2 separate regions of the Triticum aestivum genome follow, and region 2 is linked to region 1. Evidence: chromatin contacts called from public HiCAR-type data. All regions are on one chromosome and are shown on one strand. The core of a region is the stretch at or near the end of the contact, and the rest is flanking DNA. Distances in the headings are between cores, read along the strand shown.

Region 1 (3,211 bases), core at 449-2,948:
GTTGTTTAGCTTTCGCACACACATGGCACTTAGAGCCTTTGGATAAAGTGAAACTCGGAATTAAATTCATCTTAGCCAGCCGCATCATACAACTGAAATTTATGTGACAAAGACGTGAATGCCAAACCTCATATTCATTCAGATTAGAATGAATTTGTTTCACGACTTTATTACAGAAATCCTCCAAGGAAAGGCGAAACAAACCACCACAATCATATCCTTTTCCAGCAAATAGTCCATACCGAGATACAACTACTTTGTTAGACTCAAATACTAACTTAAACCCTTATTTACATAGAAGGGAGACACTAACGAGATTCTTCTTGATGGCGGAGACATGTTGGACGTTCTTCAGTTGCACGATCTTTCCTGAAGTAAATTTCAGATCTATCGTGCCAACACCATGAACAGAAGCATGCGAGCCGTTCCCCTTCAGGACAGAACAATCTCGTGCGACCTGGTAAGAAAAAAAAGACACATCGGCACACACATGAATATTGGCCCTAGTGTCAACCCACCAATCGGTGGACTGAGAAACTGGAAGTACGGTAAACAGATTACCATGCCCAGATGCCCCATCATTGTTGCTTAGAGTGACATTAACAGACTTGGCGTCCTGTCCTGGCTTCTTGTACTTGTTTAGGCACTTGTTTGCCCAATGTTCCTCTGAACCACAAGTAAACCAGTCATCTCTCTTTTTGTCTTTCTTCTTACCCTTCTTCTTGAAGGTAGTATTCTGCTGGACAGAGTTATTTCCCTTGAACTTGTGAGAATTCTTCTGCACCACTGGCACTAGAAGAACCCTCTGCCCCTTCCACGTGTGAGTCCTTTGCTCTCGAGCTATGCTCAACACTTAGATGACCGATGGCATCCTCAACAGAGAATTCATGTCTCAAGTGCTTGAAAGAAGTAGCAAAGTTCCTCCATCTAGGAGGGAGTTTTGCAATAATGCAACCCGCGACAAACTTGTCCGATAACTCACACTTCAGGAGCTCCGGCTCCTTAGCGATGCATTGTATCTCATGGGCCTGGTCCAATGCAGAATGGTTATCAACCATTTGTAATCATGGAACTGCTCCATAGCATACAACTCGCTTCCAGCATCGGTTGCGCCGAACTTAGCTTCGAGCACATCCCACAAATTCTTGGTAACACACATATGGAGATACGTGTCGACTAACTTGTCTCCGATGACAGTAAGAACAGCTCCCATAAAGATGGTGGTTGCCTCCCTAAACGCATTCTCCTGTTCAGGAGCAGTCGTTACTGTGGGAGACACACCACCAACCAAGAACACGTTCATAGCTGTGAGCCACAAGGTAGTCCTTGTCTACCAACGCTTAAAGTGTGTTCCAATAAACTTTTCCGGTTTCAGAGTAGCGGTGAAGCCATGAGTAGAAAAGTGCCTAAAATAAGGTTTTTGGATTGGAAATATTAGCACTTTCCGACTAATCTAATCCACGAGTAAATGATAAGCATGGCAAATACGGTATGCATATCATACCGATACCTAAGCATGTGAGTATGTACCATACATAGAAATGAAACATCTATGAACATCATATATACGGCCAACACATGAAAGAGCATATAGAGGATGAATGAGGCATACCCTCCGGTTGGCCAGGCCAACGCGGTGCCGATAGCAGCAGCCTCGGCATCAGCCAAGGCCTTCTTGGCGACTTCATCGTCAACCATGGAGTCGATAAAGAAGTAGTAGTGGAAGCAGAGGCGGACGAAGATGGGGATGGATCGGGAGCAGTCGCGTCGAGACGCTCCTCAAAAACCTTATTGCCATTCTCCCGGGCAGGATCTTGAACAATAGGGTTCCGGAGGCACCTGCTCTCCTGAGCAACCGTGCATGTGGTCGTCGGGATGGGATCGACGGAAGCTGCACGGAGAGAGGAACAGTAGATGACGGCTAGGGTTGTACGAGAGGGAGTGAGTGAACTGAGTTAGGGTTCACTCCACTGGCTAACGACTTCTTGTATAGGACCGTCTTAAACAGTGGCGCTTCCGTAAGCGACTCGTTAATTAATTAACCATTCCTGACCGGCAAAAATAAGCTTCGGCTCGACTCATTCCTGCAACCCGCGGTGCGCGCGCGTCGTGGCGAGGCGAGGCGGGTGGCGGAGGAGGAGTGCACGTGTACAGCTCCTGTTCTCAAGCTCCCAATAGCAAGTGGTAGGGCAGGCTTTATAAAGAAGTCTCACTCTTCTTACTGTAGCAGTATGGGACTAAACTTTCCACCATACTTCCCACCACTTGCCGCACACATGCATGAGCCTTAGAGATTAACCAGGGATTATTATCTTATATGGGCCTAAGCCTATCCATAACCCATCAATCCCCCATCAGATCTCGAGGCACATAAGTTTGTCAAGTGTTCCAAACAATGTTGGATATACCAGAATTTTCAGTGGAGATTGTTAAGTTAAACTTCCACCTAAAGCAATAGGATTAGACTTCTTCGCAACTGAACAATGGATTATGCCTTGAATTGTCAGTTTCTATAATAGTAGGGACCCCCCCCCCAAAAAAAATTGTCTCAATGATTCGAACTTGGGCCGTTGATTTTGTGCGCGTTCGGCTAACCACTGGAGCTACCTGGTACTAGAGGCTAATAGCAGAGCGAAATATTTAAGAACAATTGTAGTCGCGCTGTAACATATGGAAGTTCACAAATTTCAAAAGAGGCTCACCAACATCCAAAAAGAGTTCACGAATTTGTCTAAAGAAGAAATAAGCCACATACTCAAAATAGTTCACGAAAATTGAAAAATATAACTAATCTAAGAGAAAAGTTCATAAATTTGGAAGTTCACGAATTTGAAAATATCATAGATTTTGAAAAAGTTTATGAAGTTGCAAAAGTTCATGAATTTGAAAAGGATCACAACTTTTAAAAAAGTTCATGGATCTGAAAAAGTACATGAATTTGGAAAAGTTCATCGATTTCGAAAAAAAAAACTCATCGATGTGAAAACATTTCATTGATTTTGAAGAAAAACTTCACAATTTTTTTTGAAAACAATCATCGATTTTGAAAAAAAGAGTTTATTTACTTGAAAAGGTAAAAATATTTGACTAAAAAGTTCATAAATTTTTAAAAAGAAATTCATCAGTTCTGAAAAAAATCACAAATTTCAAAAAAGTTCATTGATCTTGAAAAAAGGTTCACAAATATGGAAAATAATCGTCAATTTCAAGA
Region 2 (3,349 bases), core at 305-2,804, 340 kb before region 1:
CGACCCTGGCCTCTTTCCAGTTTTATAGTTCCTCCTCTCCTCTCTTCGATGCATGTTGGGAACAACAAACGGAGCGTCCATTGATCCCACGCAAATTCACCAGCTTGAACGAACAAACCAAGCTGCCCCCATTTCTTTTTTATTTCTTTTTTGTTTGGATAAAGCTGTATGTGCTGTTTTTAGTAGCAGTAGTTGAATTCGTAGGGCAGCATTATTGGCGGTGGCAGGAGCTGAAGGCCTGGAAACGAGCAATAAGTAATCCAAAGAATGGAAGGTGGCAAAACCGATGGTGCAACCGATCCAACCTAAGCATCATCAGCACACCCAATGATCCAAACAAAGAACAAGAATTGACGTACAATACAACAGTTGGCAGCTATCACAGCTTCGTTTGTTTAATCACACACCCTACATGAACACAAGGAAACCACACCGTTTCGTGAAAGATGAGGTGAGGTGAGGGCAGCTCAACTGCCAAATGCCGCGCCGCACCGGTGTTGGGTTAATGCAAGTTTAAGCGCAGTGTACTAGCACTAGCCAAAGTCAAGGGAGGGAATGCGTGACTCCTGCATCAGGCCATATGACCGGGAAAGCGCAAGTGCATTCCGTGCTATATACGGAGGAGCACTTGTGAATTTGTCATATCCCGCAAAGGGCGAATTAACTTAGGGATGCCATTCTTAGTAAATCACCACTTGGATGCTTGCTCAGCAAGCATTTACCTTCTTTGGAAATTAATCTCTCTCTCTCTCTCTCTTCCTTAAGCAATGCTACCAAGCAGCAACATTTTTCTTTTCTTCACCCAATACTACTCCCAAAACGCATTCCTTTGCTTTCGTCTCCATTCTTGTGTCATCCTCTCCTTTGTAAGTTTGGAGTAATGTGGTAGTAGTAATGAGTGTTGCTACTCTCCTCGCTGCACACAAATTAGAGTAGTACACTAGTCTTAGCCGTCATCAACCGCCAAAAAAATAAAAATCTAGCCGTGACCTATATTTATTCGAATTGGCTTAACTATATAGCCGCCGCCTAAACCTGTGAAGCACGGACAAAGCGTGACCCAAAGAGAAACGCGACGTGGAGCTAGCACTATACTAAACACATGCGGGGCTAGGGCATCAGGACCACCACAAACACAGTGCAAGTGTTGCAACTCAAATCAAATCAAGTGGGGTGAAAATGTCCGTCTGTCCAAGTAGGGAACACGTGCCCAAACCCTAATGCAGAAGGACCGGGGTGCACCGCGCCGGGTGCCCCGTGCATTTCGCTCAGACCAAAACCTGAGGTCACAGAGCAGGGGGCTTAATCAATGAATTAATTAATCCGGCACTTCGCTTTCGATCCCTGTTACGTAATCAGATGCGAGGGAGGGAGAGAGGGAGGGAATTGAAGGCCGCTTTGCGAATAACGCATCGGCCGCTGCTAATTAAGCCGGATCAATTAATTAATCCGGGGTTTAGGAAGAGCGGCCACCATACCACCACAGACACAGCGAAAGAGGAGAGGAGGAAGACGACTTGGTTTGGTTCCGCCCGGGTGGACGACTGACTGACTTGGGACGATAAGAACGAGACACGCGCACTCGGAGGGAGAGACCCCTCCCATTCCCATTCCCGTTCCCGTTCCGTTCTACTAAACCCCTCCTTCGTCTACTTCTAGACTCCCACCGCCCGCCTGCCCGCCTGCCCATCCGTCCGTCCATATATCGCTTCTTCCGCCGCTCCGCTTCCCTTCCACGCGCACCAACCGCCTCCTGCTCTTCGATTCCCCCGAGGCCCCAGCAGCAGCCCAACCCAGCCCCTTCTTCTGCTTCTTGTTGTTGTTTTTGGTGCGGTGCGTGAGCATGGCCATCGACCACGAGTCGCCCTTCAAGGAGCTCCGCCTCAAAAACAGGAGGATCATGGTAATTGATTAACCCACCCTCCTCCCCTTCCCCCTACCTAGCTGCGATGGCATATCGCCATTCCTCTCCTGCTTGATTGGTAGTAGTAGTAGTACTGGTTTCTTGGCATGTTTGTACGTTTCTTTTTCGTTTCGTCCGTGCTCCTCTCCGGGGCGGAGGAATGAGGGGAACTGGTTGCGTGCGTTACTGTGGTATCTATCGGGCGCGCGGATTGCTGTTGGATCAGTTCGTGTCAATCCTGTGGGGAATGGCGGTCAAAGCATTGATTCTTTTTCCCTGTCTTCTGCGTTAGCCCTTCTTCTCCCCCGCCCCCTGATTAATGGTGGTGTTTCTGTTTTGGTTCCGCGTCGTCTCTCTGCTCCAGCATTTCGATGCGTTGGAATTTGGTACTAGCCAGTCCTAGCCTTTATGTTTTCTTTTGTTTCTTCTCTTTGGTTGATTGATTGATAACTCGCAGTAGATTTCTGGCAATCTTGTCAGCGTTCAGACGAGATCGAATTTCTTGATTGTCAGGATGCCAATGTTTCCATCGCTGGACGTTTCTTGTTGAACTGACCAATCTTTCTTGTGGTTGTCGTGTGCAGGGAGGCGGCGCCCCTGAGCCGGACGAAGAGGAGGCGGAGCCGCAGGTGGCGGCGGCGGCGGCGGAGGAGCAGTGGCCGCAGTGGCTGCGCCCGCTGCTGTCCGCGCGCTTCTTCGCGCAATGCAAGACGCACACCGAGTCGCACCGGAGCGGCGAGTGCAACATGTTCTGCCTCGACTGCGCCGCCGGGGCCGCCGCCGGGGCGGCGGCGCTGTGCTCGCTGTGCCTCGCGCACGCGCACCGCGGCCACCACACCATCCAGATCCGCCGCTCCTCCTACCACGACGTCATCCGGGTGTCGGACATCCAGCGCTTCATGGACATCGCCGGCGTGCAGACCTACGTCATCAACAGCGCGCGCGTCGTCTTCCTCAACGAGCGCCCCCAGCAGAAGCAGCCCGGCAAGGGCGGCGGCGGCGCCGGCAGCGCCAACCTCTGCGAGGTCTGCAGCCGCAGCCTCCTCGACAACTTCCGCTTCTGCTCCCTCGGCTGCAAGGTCGCCGGCTGCTCCTCCGACGGGGGCGGCAACGACAAGGCGAGGGTGATGCGGGCCAACAGGCCCGGCCGCGCCAAGGGCTCGTCGGACACCGAGGCGGCTTCCTCCTCCTCTCCTCTGCGCAATGCCGCCAGACAGAGCTTCACGCCGTCCACGCCGCCGCCGCCGCCGCCTCCAGCGGCCAAGCGGCGCAAGGGCATCCCGCACCGCGCGCCGTTCGGGAACCTCATCATCGACTACTAGGCGCGCACCACCCGCCATTGACAAAGCTGCGATCCGCACGCCCAGTTGCAGAGTGAATGGAGTGAGAAAGCGGCCACCACTTCGGTGTCCGCCATTGCCTTCGGTTGTGCTTCTCGATGTGGAT

Evidence for each region. HiCAR-type assays count read pairs that join an accessible place to other places.
Region 2: a contact with region 1 is called in a HiCAR-type map of leaf, with 9 times the contacts expected there. The contact joins the promoter of LOC123125826 here to the promoter of LOC123078652 in region 1. A contact is called at or near these places in 1 of 5 Hi-C or Micro-C datasets (leaf) and 1 of 1 datasets of contacts at active chromatin or transcription factors (leaf).

What each region holds. Positions count from the first base shown.
Region 1 is chr1B:380,991,417-380,994,627 of IWGSC CS RefSeq v2.1, reverse strand. It overlaps LOC123078652, which reads right to left and starts at 1,698. Exons shown (of 2, transcript XM_044501238.1): 1 at 1,613-1,698. The coding sequence starts at 1,698.
Region 2 is chr1B:381,327,924-381,331,272 of IWGSC CS RefSeq v2.1, reverse strand. LOC123125826 reads left to right here and starts at 1,554. Exons shown (of 2, transcript XM_044546278.1): 1 at 1,554-1,903; 2 at 2,488-3,349. The coding sequence starts at 1,844. The coding sequence ends at 3,225.